2 separate regions of the Mus musculus genome follow, and region 1 is linked to region 2. Evidence: chromatin contacts called from public HiChIP or PLAC-seq data. All regions are on one chromosome and are shown on one strand. Each heading gives the region's core, a stretch centred on a gene start, on an enhancer-like site or on the middle of the called end of the contact. The rest is flanking DNA. Distances are from core to core; before and after follow the strand shown. Region 1 overlaps Hbs1l (Hbs1-like (S. cerevisiae)). Region 2 overlaps Ahi1 (Abelson helper integration site 1).

What was found. HiChIP or PLAC-seq counts read pairs in DNA pulled down with a chosen protein or histone mark.
Region 1: a BATF HiChIP or PLAC-seq map of CD8 T cells shows a contact between it and region 2, with 8 read pairs. The contact joins two enhancer-like sites. A contact is called at or near these places in 1 of 39 promoter capture datasets (pre-B cells), 1 of 15 datasets of contacts at CTCF or cohesin (large pre-B cells), 3 of 484 Hi-C or Micro-C datasets (CD8 T cells, cerebral cortex and embryonic stem cells), 6 of 115 datasets of contacts at active chromatin or transcription factors (CD8 T cells, T-cell acute lymphoblastic leukemia, acute myeloid leukemia and 2 more) and 1 of 9 other capture datasets (liver).

Annotation. Positions count from the first base shown.
Region 1 is chr10:21,316,420-21,320,867 of GRCm38.p6, forward strand. All of the region lies in intron 4 of Hbs1l (Hbs1-like (S. cerevisiae)), which reads left to right. It overlaps 4930455C13Rik (RIKEN cDNA 4930455C13 gene), which reads right to left. Exons shown (of 4, transcript NR_045352.1): 4 at 2,669-2,855. Among named protein-coding and RNA genes, the nearest start is that of Hbs1l, 23 kb to the left of the region's middle. Within about 2 kb of position 2,507, at least 16 of the 459 cell types and tissues checked have an H3K27ac peak or open chromatin away from gene starts, as enhancers often do. A contact at or near this core is called in CD8 T cells, where this site is marked.
Region 2 is chr10:20,989,255-20,994,099 of GRCm38.p6, forward strand. The region is part of intron 15 of Ahi1 (Abelson helper integration site 1); the gene reads left to right. Among named protein-coding and RNA genes, the nearest start is that of Ahi1, 39 kb to the left of the region's middle. Within about 2 kb of position 2,192, at least 40 of the 459 cell types and tissues checked have an H3K27ac peak or open chromatin away from gene starts, as enhancers often do. A contact at or near this core is called in CD8 T cells, where this site is marked.

The DNA.
Region 1 (4,448 bases), core at 1,257-3,756, 330 kb after region 2:
TAGTTTATATTGTTGGTTTAGAGCTTGCTGTGTATCCAAGACTGGTTCAAACTCAGGGTCCTCCTGCCTGAGCCCTCTCAGTGCTGAGTTTACAGGTCTGTACCACCATACCCATCGTTGTTTTTTTAATGAGTCCTTTATCTTCTTCTCCTCTCAGAATATCACAAAATAGTTTTTGAGTTATTAGGACATGATTATGATTTTGTGCTTTATATTTTCATGACAAATAGCAGATTGAGTCCCTTGTTTGCTGTAGTACCTTTCTTATTTTCTGTTCTTGTGTGACTAGTATATTGGTTACTGTCTTTGTTGCTGTGATGAGCCTTCCAAGCAACTTGGGGAATATTTGGGCTTATGGTGTGGGGGTAAAATCCACGAGGCCAAAAGCATAAGGGTCAGGTTCTAAAAGCCTGTGACGCATTTCTTCACTGAGGCTGTACCTTGTGAAAGTTTCAAATCCTTCCAAAGCCCTGTCACTAGCTGGGCTTTTTTTTTCCCCCTGTCTGTTAAATAGAGGAGTCTGGGAGTATCTCAAGTTAACACAGCTAGCCAGTCTGATTCGTATCTCTTGTAACTTTCATTTTATTTCTACCCTTCCTCTCTGTGCAGGAGCTTTCTTCCTGATCCTCCTTCTCCATCTTGTTGATTTTGTCTTCTTCTGCATGCTTGAATACGTTGGCTGTATATGTGTGGGGTGCCTGGTTCCTTGCTGAGGTCGGGGAACCATCAGATCTCGAACAAGCCACCATGTGGATGCTGGGAACCAGATCTAGGTCCTCTAGAGGAACAAAAAGTGTTCTTTAGCTGCTGAGACATTTCTCCAGCCCCCTTACTCTAGTTCTAAAAATCTTTTATCCTTTAAGTTCTTCTTAGCTATAGTATCTTTACTATTGTTCATGCTAAAATATAAAATTATTTTCTGGTGGTTGGAGAGAGAGCTCAGCGATTAAGAGCACTGGCTGCTCTTCCAGAGGACTTGGGCTCAATTCCCAGCACCCACATGTCAGCTCACAACTGTCTGTAACTCCTGTTCCAGGGGATGTGACACCCTTGCACAGAAATACATGCAGTCAGATCACCAATGTACATAAAGTGAAAATAAATTAGATCAAAAAGTATTTTCTCATTCATATTCTGCATTCTTTGTCTGCTGTTAAGTTTTCTTTATTTTTCTTAGAGTATCTCCATGTCTCAGCCCCGTTTGAATATTTTTTATTTGAGGAAGAGGGAAATCATTTAGTTTAAAAAAATATATTTAGTTCATATTTTAAATTCTGAAGCCGGGCGTGGTGGTGGACGCCTTTAATACCAACACTCGGGAGGCAGAGGCAGGCGGATTTCTGAGTTCGAGGCCAGCCTGGTCTACAGAGTGAGTTCCAGGACAGCCAGGGCTACACAGAGAAACCCTATCTCAAAAAAACCAAAAAAAAAAAACAAAAAAAAAAAAAAAAAAAAAAATTCTGTATGTGTGTGGGGTTGTATGTACACATGAACACAGCTTCCACGGGAGCCAGCAGATGGCATCAAAATCCCCTGGAGCTGAAGTTACAGGTGGTTTATCCAGTGTGTGTCCTCAGAACAGAACTCACGTCCATGCAGGAGCAGGAGACACACTTAACTGCTGAACCATCCGTCCAGCTGCTGGAAGTTCATACTCTACAGCATCACTGAAGAGTAACGGGGAGTGTGCAAGGCCAAACTCAGGCCGTCTTGTATTCTTGACCTTGCTATATTCTACTCTGGATTCAGGCTCAGCACAGTTTTATAAATACTTCATTTTCTTTCTTTGAGACATAGCTTAAACCTCTTACCTTTAATAGTAATTCGTGTTATTTCTAAAATAGTGTATTAAATGTTATCTTTCTTAATTTTGATAACTCTGTTAACATATATGTTAAAACATGCTGGTAGAAAATGCACATAGCCTAAGAATGGGTCACCCATACAGTTCGTATGAGTGAGTTGTTAAATGAGTGTATGAGAGAAGATTTAAGTCAGCACAACCCGTCAGTTCTCTGATGTGCTCACCTTGTCACCTCTGGGGTGGCTCACACCTTTAATCACAGCACTCTGGAGAGCAGAGGCAGGCTCATCTCTGAATTCTAAGCTAGCCTGGTCTATAGTGAGTTCCATCCAGGACAAGCCAGGACTATACAGAGAGGGACCTCGTCCCCCCCTCCCTCCCCCCAAAAAATCATGTCTCAATAGTGGCTTTATCATGCAGACCCCGTGTTGTGTATCTGTACCAGGTGTGACTGCGGAGATGGTGTTGTTTAAAAGTATCCTTAGACCATGGCTGAGTTATTTCCTACGAGTGCCAAGCTCCTGTCTAAGATCCCTTGCTCCTCCTTGTGCTTCGATCCCTCAGGCTTCAGAGTGGAAGCGAGGGAGTGGTGGGGATGGGCTGCTGGTAGGAGCTGCAGCCTCTCTCCTCTCTCATGGCATCCTGGAAGTGTCCTGTGATTGGTCTGAAGACTTTACAATGAAGGGTTAAGATGAGAGTCTGACTGCTACTCAGTTTATGTGACCTTGCAGTAGTAATGCACTAAAATAGATTTCATTTTACTGCAGTCAGTTCTGGTTTTCTAGGCTGTTAAAATAGGCATAAGTAAGTAACTTCTCTAATTTTCCATTATAAATGTATTTTCTTGGAAAGTTTTCACTAATTGATCCTTTACTGAGTATTTTTATTCAAACAATAAGAAGAATGTATACATCTTGTAAAGATAACTGAGAATGAATTGGCTTTGTGCTTACTGTTATGTGGGAGTTTTTTCAGAGGAAGTGGTTGAATTCAGTGAAGAAGCTTAAGTACTCCGTAATGTTCTCAGAGTCTCTTCATATATACACCTACACTGGAAAAATTGAAGCATGAATTGCTTAATTTAAAAATAATTTACTTTAGATTCTTAAAGCTTTTTTATTTAAAGCATATAAGTTACTTGAATATTACATAGAACTTCCTTTTAATCCTAGTAACTTTGTTTTTAAAATTATCAGGATTAAAATTAGATATATTTACATACAATTATTTCATTCTATGGCAATGATAAGTCTTTCAGTCTTTGAATACATGCTACTTACTACTGAATATTTTAGTGAGGAACACAGTGGAGGGAGAGGAGAGATCAATTCAGTGAAACCAGGTTTCACTACTTCTATTCCTTTCTAGAAAGACTTCAGAGAGAAGTATGCCAGCGTCAGGGTTACAGAGAAAGTCAGAGCTCGGGCTCTCAAAACCCAAAGGGTGGGAAGCCTGGGATGTTTGCTCACTCCTCCTGCGTCTGCCTCACAAATGCTGCAGTTGCAGCCATGTGCCACTCTAGCTAGCTTCCTTAAAACCTTATTTCTAAGATTGTATTTTTAATTATGTATGTGTGCTTGCATGCACACACATGTGTGAATGCAACTTATAGAGGCCAGAAAGAACATCATATCCTCTGATTGGAGTTATAGGCAGGTGTGAGCTACCTTCCTGAAGAGGCTGCCGGGACCTGAACTCAGACCTGAGAGGGCTGTATGTGTGCTTTACCCCTGAGCCCATGTCTCTAGCCCCCTTGAAGAGCTTTGTAGTAGCCCACTGAGGCGGTGTCTGGTGATTTTATTTAACCAAATACACCTGAATTTAAGTTGTTTGTTGTGCAGTCTCAGTTATTTCGTGACAGGTATGATTCTGTTGTGACGCTGAGAGATGAAAGGGGTGGCTGTTGTAAGATGTTTATTAAACTGATTTTACATAGAATTTTGAGTCCTAATAGCATTGCTGAGGCTCTTTAGTAAAGGGTTTCATTTCACACTGATGAGTGTTAATTTGTATGGAAGTTGTACCTGTGAGTGAGCTGCCAGGTGCGGGGACAGATATGTGGCACTTCTTGGGCAGTCATGACACCAGCTGTCAGAGTGCCTGAAAACGGTGGTACCTGGAGCGGTTTGCTGTGCGTTAGCATTGCTTCTGTACCATTTACTGGAGAGGTCGGAATCTGCCTCACAGGCTTCTGGGAGAAGCAAGCTCCCCTGTGATCTTGCGAGCACAGCATCTCACAGGTGGAAAATGCCCAAGCTGAGGCAACCGCTCTTGGTTCTCAGAATCCCCTTTAGTGAACTGAGGCACTCGCTTTGCCCAACTGACTAACTCAGAGATTTGTAGTTTAGATGAATTATCTGCTAACTTTCCACTACTTGCCCATTTTTTAGCACTCTAAAGTATGTTCTTTAATATACTCAAAACATATACAGAGATTTTTTTTTTACCCCCTCAGGGAAATGGTTGTGAGCTACCGGGTGGGTGGTAGGTGCTTGGCAGAGACCTCAGATCCTGCAGCTCCGTGCTGTCAGCCCCAAGCTCGCTTTAGTTTTGAAAGCAGTCTGCTCACACACAATTCTTAGAGTAGTCGTGATGTTAGATGAGTGTCAAGTGTTAGGTACTCAAAGTAGGAAATTCATGGGGA
Region 2 (4,845 bases), core at 942-3,441:
GGTGGCTCACAACCATCTGTAACAAGATCTGACTCCCTCTTCTGGAGTGTCTGAGGACAGCTACAGTGTACTTACATATAATAAATAAATAAATCTTAAAAAAAAAAAAAGAAAAAGAAAACACATGACTGTACTGTGTTGGAATCAAAATAAATAAATGAAATCCATATAGAATTAGGACTGTATCAACTTAATTTAAGTGGTTCACAAAATATGAACTTTAAAAATGTTTTAGTTGCATAGTGAGTTGTTTTGTTATTTGGGTCTTATTTGTATGTTAGGAGATTTGTTTGGTTTGGAGGTTTTTATTTATGTGTTTTGACTTTTTTGTTTTGTTTTGAGACAGGATCTCTGTAGCTCAGGCTAGCTTTGAATGTATTTTGTAAGTTTAGGGAGCCTTGAACTTAAGGCAGCCCTCTTGTTTCTGGCTCCTGAGTTTTAGGATTACAAGACAGCAAGCTGGTTTAACCTAATTTCATATTCTGTGATTTTATTTTTTTTAAGCAAATAGCTTTGGTAAATTTTAGTTAGGAAAATTTAATATAAGAGATAGATAGATTTTTAACTGTGATGAAAATGGAGTCTGATGTTCTCAACTGTAAAGATTCCGTATGCCTACCGTAAGGATGATAAAACTTTGGATCTACTTTTTTAGGAATTAAGATGCATTCTGAGAATAATTGGGGTTTATCTTGTTTCTTAAATACTTATTTTCTATTCTGAAATTAGTATTTTTCTTTTCTAGTTGTTAATCTTTCTCAAAAATCAATATTTTATAACCTTCATATATAGTTGTATAAAAATATAAGATCTTTATTAGTTTCTTTGCTTTAGTTGATTATGACATAACATGATTCAGTATTTTTGTAAGCTAGCATAGCATACATGCATGCTATTTATACACATGTCGGCATACATTTGTATATGTTATAGTAATATAGCTATGAACAAATGCTTCAATGGAATAACAAAGCTAAATTTATTAAATCACTACATGTTGGCTTATCTAATGCTCTGATAGATGTGATTAGACAATTGAGCTATCATAAACCTGAAGGTTTTGTTCATGGTACAGAGTGCATTATGCATTTTTCCAGTGAATTGTCTTAAAGAATGCAGAAAAAGAAGGTTTATCTTACTGATCCTTATAGAGAAGAAATGGTTTCTGCAACTTATACCCAAGTTTATAAGATGCTGTTGCTAGTGATAGAGTTTCCAGGCAATGCCTGCCATTTCCATTCATTAGCAGCTGTTGGCAGGGCTGCTACTGCATCTGTTACTGAGTTCTTCAGTCAGCGCCCAGTCTTGTCTCATTGTAATGAGTACCCTGAAACAACTGTTTGCCCCATCCTACTTTTCCCATAGACAAGGAGAATCATGGCCATTACTGTACAATTGGAACTATTCTCCAGGAAAAGAAAGCACAGTTATTGCCTCAGACTCTTAGGAGATTTCACAACCATCTTCATTCAGTTTATAATTTGCTTTCTTTTAGACTTTTGAAATTTTCACTGCAAAGATTAGCTAAGTTCCGCTCTGTCTTGTCCTTCAGTAGCTTCCTGTTGCTAGAAGGGCTTTCTGACTCAGAAGAGCAAGTGGCTTTAGCTGGACAGTGGCATGGAGCTCAGGTTCCTGTTGTGGTCACTTTAGGGACCTTGGCTAATGCCCCCTGCCCTTCTGACCCTCCATCCTTTCATCAAGAGCTCCAAGGAATGAGCCGGTGGCTGTGAGGGAGCCTTGTGAAGTGAAAGGCGCTCTACTAGAAGACCCAGAATTAACACTTGTGTTTATAAAGCTCATCTACCAGTAGCCAGTCAGGGTACAGGAATCCACACTTTACCGTGCTCACAAGCACTTGTCTGTGGAGTTGAGAAGATGATGTTTCTCCCTTTACACCGTTACTCAGCCTTTTCCATTTATCCACTAACCCGGATGCCATACCTGGCCAACTGTATTGCATTTAATACACACAGCTAACGCACGTTAGAGCCACATTGTCTTAGATGCAGGAGCATGGATTTGGGTGAGCATCTCAGAAATGATGATATGAGAATAACAGAATATGGAATTACTTATTTTATGTAACACATTTAAAACAATTTTTGATAAATGCATATACCTTGCCAAAAAAAAATGTTTAAAGCTCAAAATGTTTCACCATATTTCCCAGGCTCTTTGTCGCCTATTTTTAAAAAGGGGAAGCTTAGGAAGAAGTAAGATAACTTCAAGACATCTAAAATCTGGCACAACTCTTTTTAGTGGTATAGGTACAAAACAAATGAGAGTTATTTTAGTCTCTGAGTGTTTTACTCATTGAATATAGGCTACAATCAGTAGTTCAAATAATCATTAGTTTTTTACTAAAATTTTTAATGTTTAATTAACCTATTACAGTTTTGCCCTATATTTTTTTAACACATGGATATTTTGCTCAAACTGTGTTTTCTCAGAATGAAGTTCACATGTGGTTTTACTGAGTTTTAATGATAAAAAGTTCAAAAGAAACAGAACAGCTAAGTTACTTTTAAAATAGCTTCTGAAATATTCAAGGAAAAAGAAGCAAGTTCTTTTTTTTTTTTTTTTTGTAAGTTAAATCAGCTCCAAGCGAGACCACAGTGGTAGCTAAATGTATCAGCCGTCTTTCCGTCCCAGCAGAATCTGTGAGAGTCAGCAAGGGTCTCTCCTGCTGAGCGCATGTTCAGCTTGTGGTCTTTGAGTCCCTCGTTCTACTGAAGTTTTGCTTTTTTTTTGTAAGAAGTGTAATTTTTACTTTCAGAAGGCAGTTTTATTTGTCTGATTTTGAAAGGGTTAATCATCTAGTAATACAAAGTTTAGTCACCGCGTACCACAAATAATGTGCATCGAGGGTTCCCACAACAAAGTACATCTCAGAGAAACGGTTTCTGCTGAATTAACTCCATGAAGCCAGGCGTTAGCAATAAATATTCTGTTATTAAACAGTGTTTGTCTACTTATGTCTCTAGGATGTTTTTGCACATTTAAGAATTATTAGTACCTAACAGCACTATGTATTAACACTATGAATATATCTGTTTAAAATTTTTCACTATGGTTTTATGACATAAGTGTTTTTACAGTTTTACAGGATCTAGGAGTTGAATCACTGAGAACTGGTTTATGTTTTGTTTGTTTGTGTTTTGTTTTGTTTTGTTTATTTGAGGCAGGGCTTCTCTTTGTAGCCCTGGCTATCTTGGAACTCACTCCATAGGTCAGTCTACCCTGGAACTCAAAGATCCACCTGCCTCTGTCTAAGATCAAAGGCATACACCACTATCGCTCAGCCAAAATTTATACTCTTATTTGCCTTCTAAATTTATTAGCAAACGACCTGCTATATTAGGTTTCAAATGGTAAAACTTTTCTCTATAGTATCAGTTTCTCTGGAATATGTAATTTTTGTGGAATTTTTATACCTTGTAGGAAGCAAAGATGTAGGCTTGTTTATTTGTTTATTATCAGCACCTAGCCTGAATGCTGACATACATGACTGTGTATGTTAAGTAGAGTCAAGTCTGTTTGGCAACCTCTTAAAATTGCTAACCCCAGGTAATGAGCCTGAGTTCTCACTAGGTGGCAGTGTCCCTTTCTGTGGCAGTGCAGACCTTTCCCAGCACCTGTTATGCACCAGGCTCACTTGAGCTGTAAACCCAAGGGTTGGACTCAGTTTACCTGCTCATTGCTGGTCCTTTCTCCTGTTTACAGAGGTGATTACACACCCGACAACCTTTAGTCAAACTAAAAGCCATTTCTACAATGACTTCTACAAGGACTTTAGAACTGGAATTCAGTGATCTGGAAACGATCTAGTCAGAAATAGACCGGTGATCTGCTTTGTCATGCTGGTAGCTTTATTTTTCACAGTGTGGCATGCTCTCCCATAGTTCAGGGACATAGACACATTTAAGTTCATAAAATTCTGTTACAGGCAAGCATGGAGGCACATGCATGGAATCCCAGTATTTGGAAGGTAGAGACAGGAGGGTCATGACTTCTAGGTCATCCTTGGGTACACAGAGCTTCCAAGGCTAGAGACCCCATCTCTCAAGTTGCTAATTGCCTATAGTGTTTATAAGGCACTGTGTTTAGCATAGACTTTGGCAGTGTGTGTTTGCATTAAGAATTAAACTTCTTACAGAATAGAGTTATTTCTTTTTTCTTTTTTAAAAGATTTATTATTATCCATAAGTACACTATAGCTGTCTTCAGACACCCCAGAAGAGGGCGTTAGATCTCATTACAAGTGGTTGTGAGCCACCATGTGGTTGCTCGAATTTGAACTCAGGCCCTTCAGAAGAGCAGTCAGTACTCTTACCTGCTGAGTCATCTCACCAGCCCAAGAGTTATTTCTTGAATTTTATGAAAATATAAGATGGCACCACTAGTGAATTTGGGATTATTGAGAACAGTGGCAGTCATAGCTAAGATCAAGTACTTTCTTATAGAATACTTCCCAAATACTTGAGAAAAAATCTCATTATTGTCACTATTAATGGATGATGAAACCAAGGCACCACAGAATGAAGTAACTCTCCTAAGGTCACAGAGTTGTGGGTAAAACTACCATTTGACTTCAGGCTGCCTGACTAATGTCTTCACAGGATAATACCTAGGTGATATAAATTTAATACCCACAGCGTATGTATCATTTAATGTCTTCCATATGTGATTAAAAGTCCAATTCAGATATTATAATTTTCATCCTTTCAGAAAATTACACCATTGTCGGGCGCCAGTCGTGGGGAAATAAAGGGGATGGGAGAAATGACCCACGTCCCACCAGAGCTCCGGGGCTCTAGGCGGACAGATGCGGGGAACCGGGGGAAC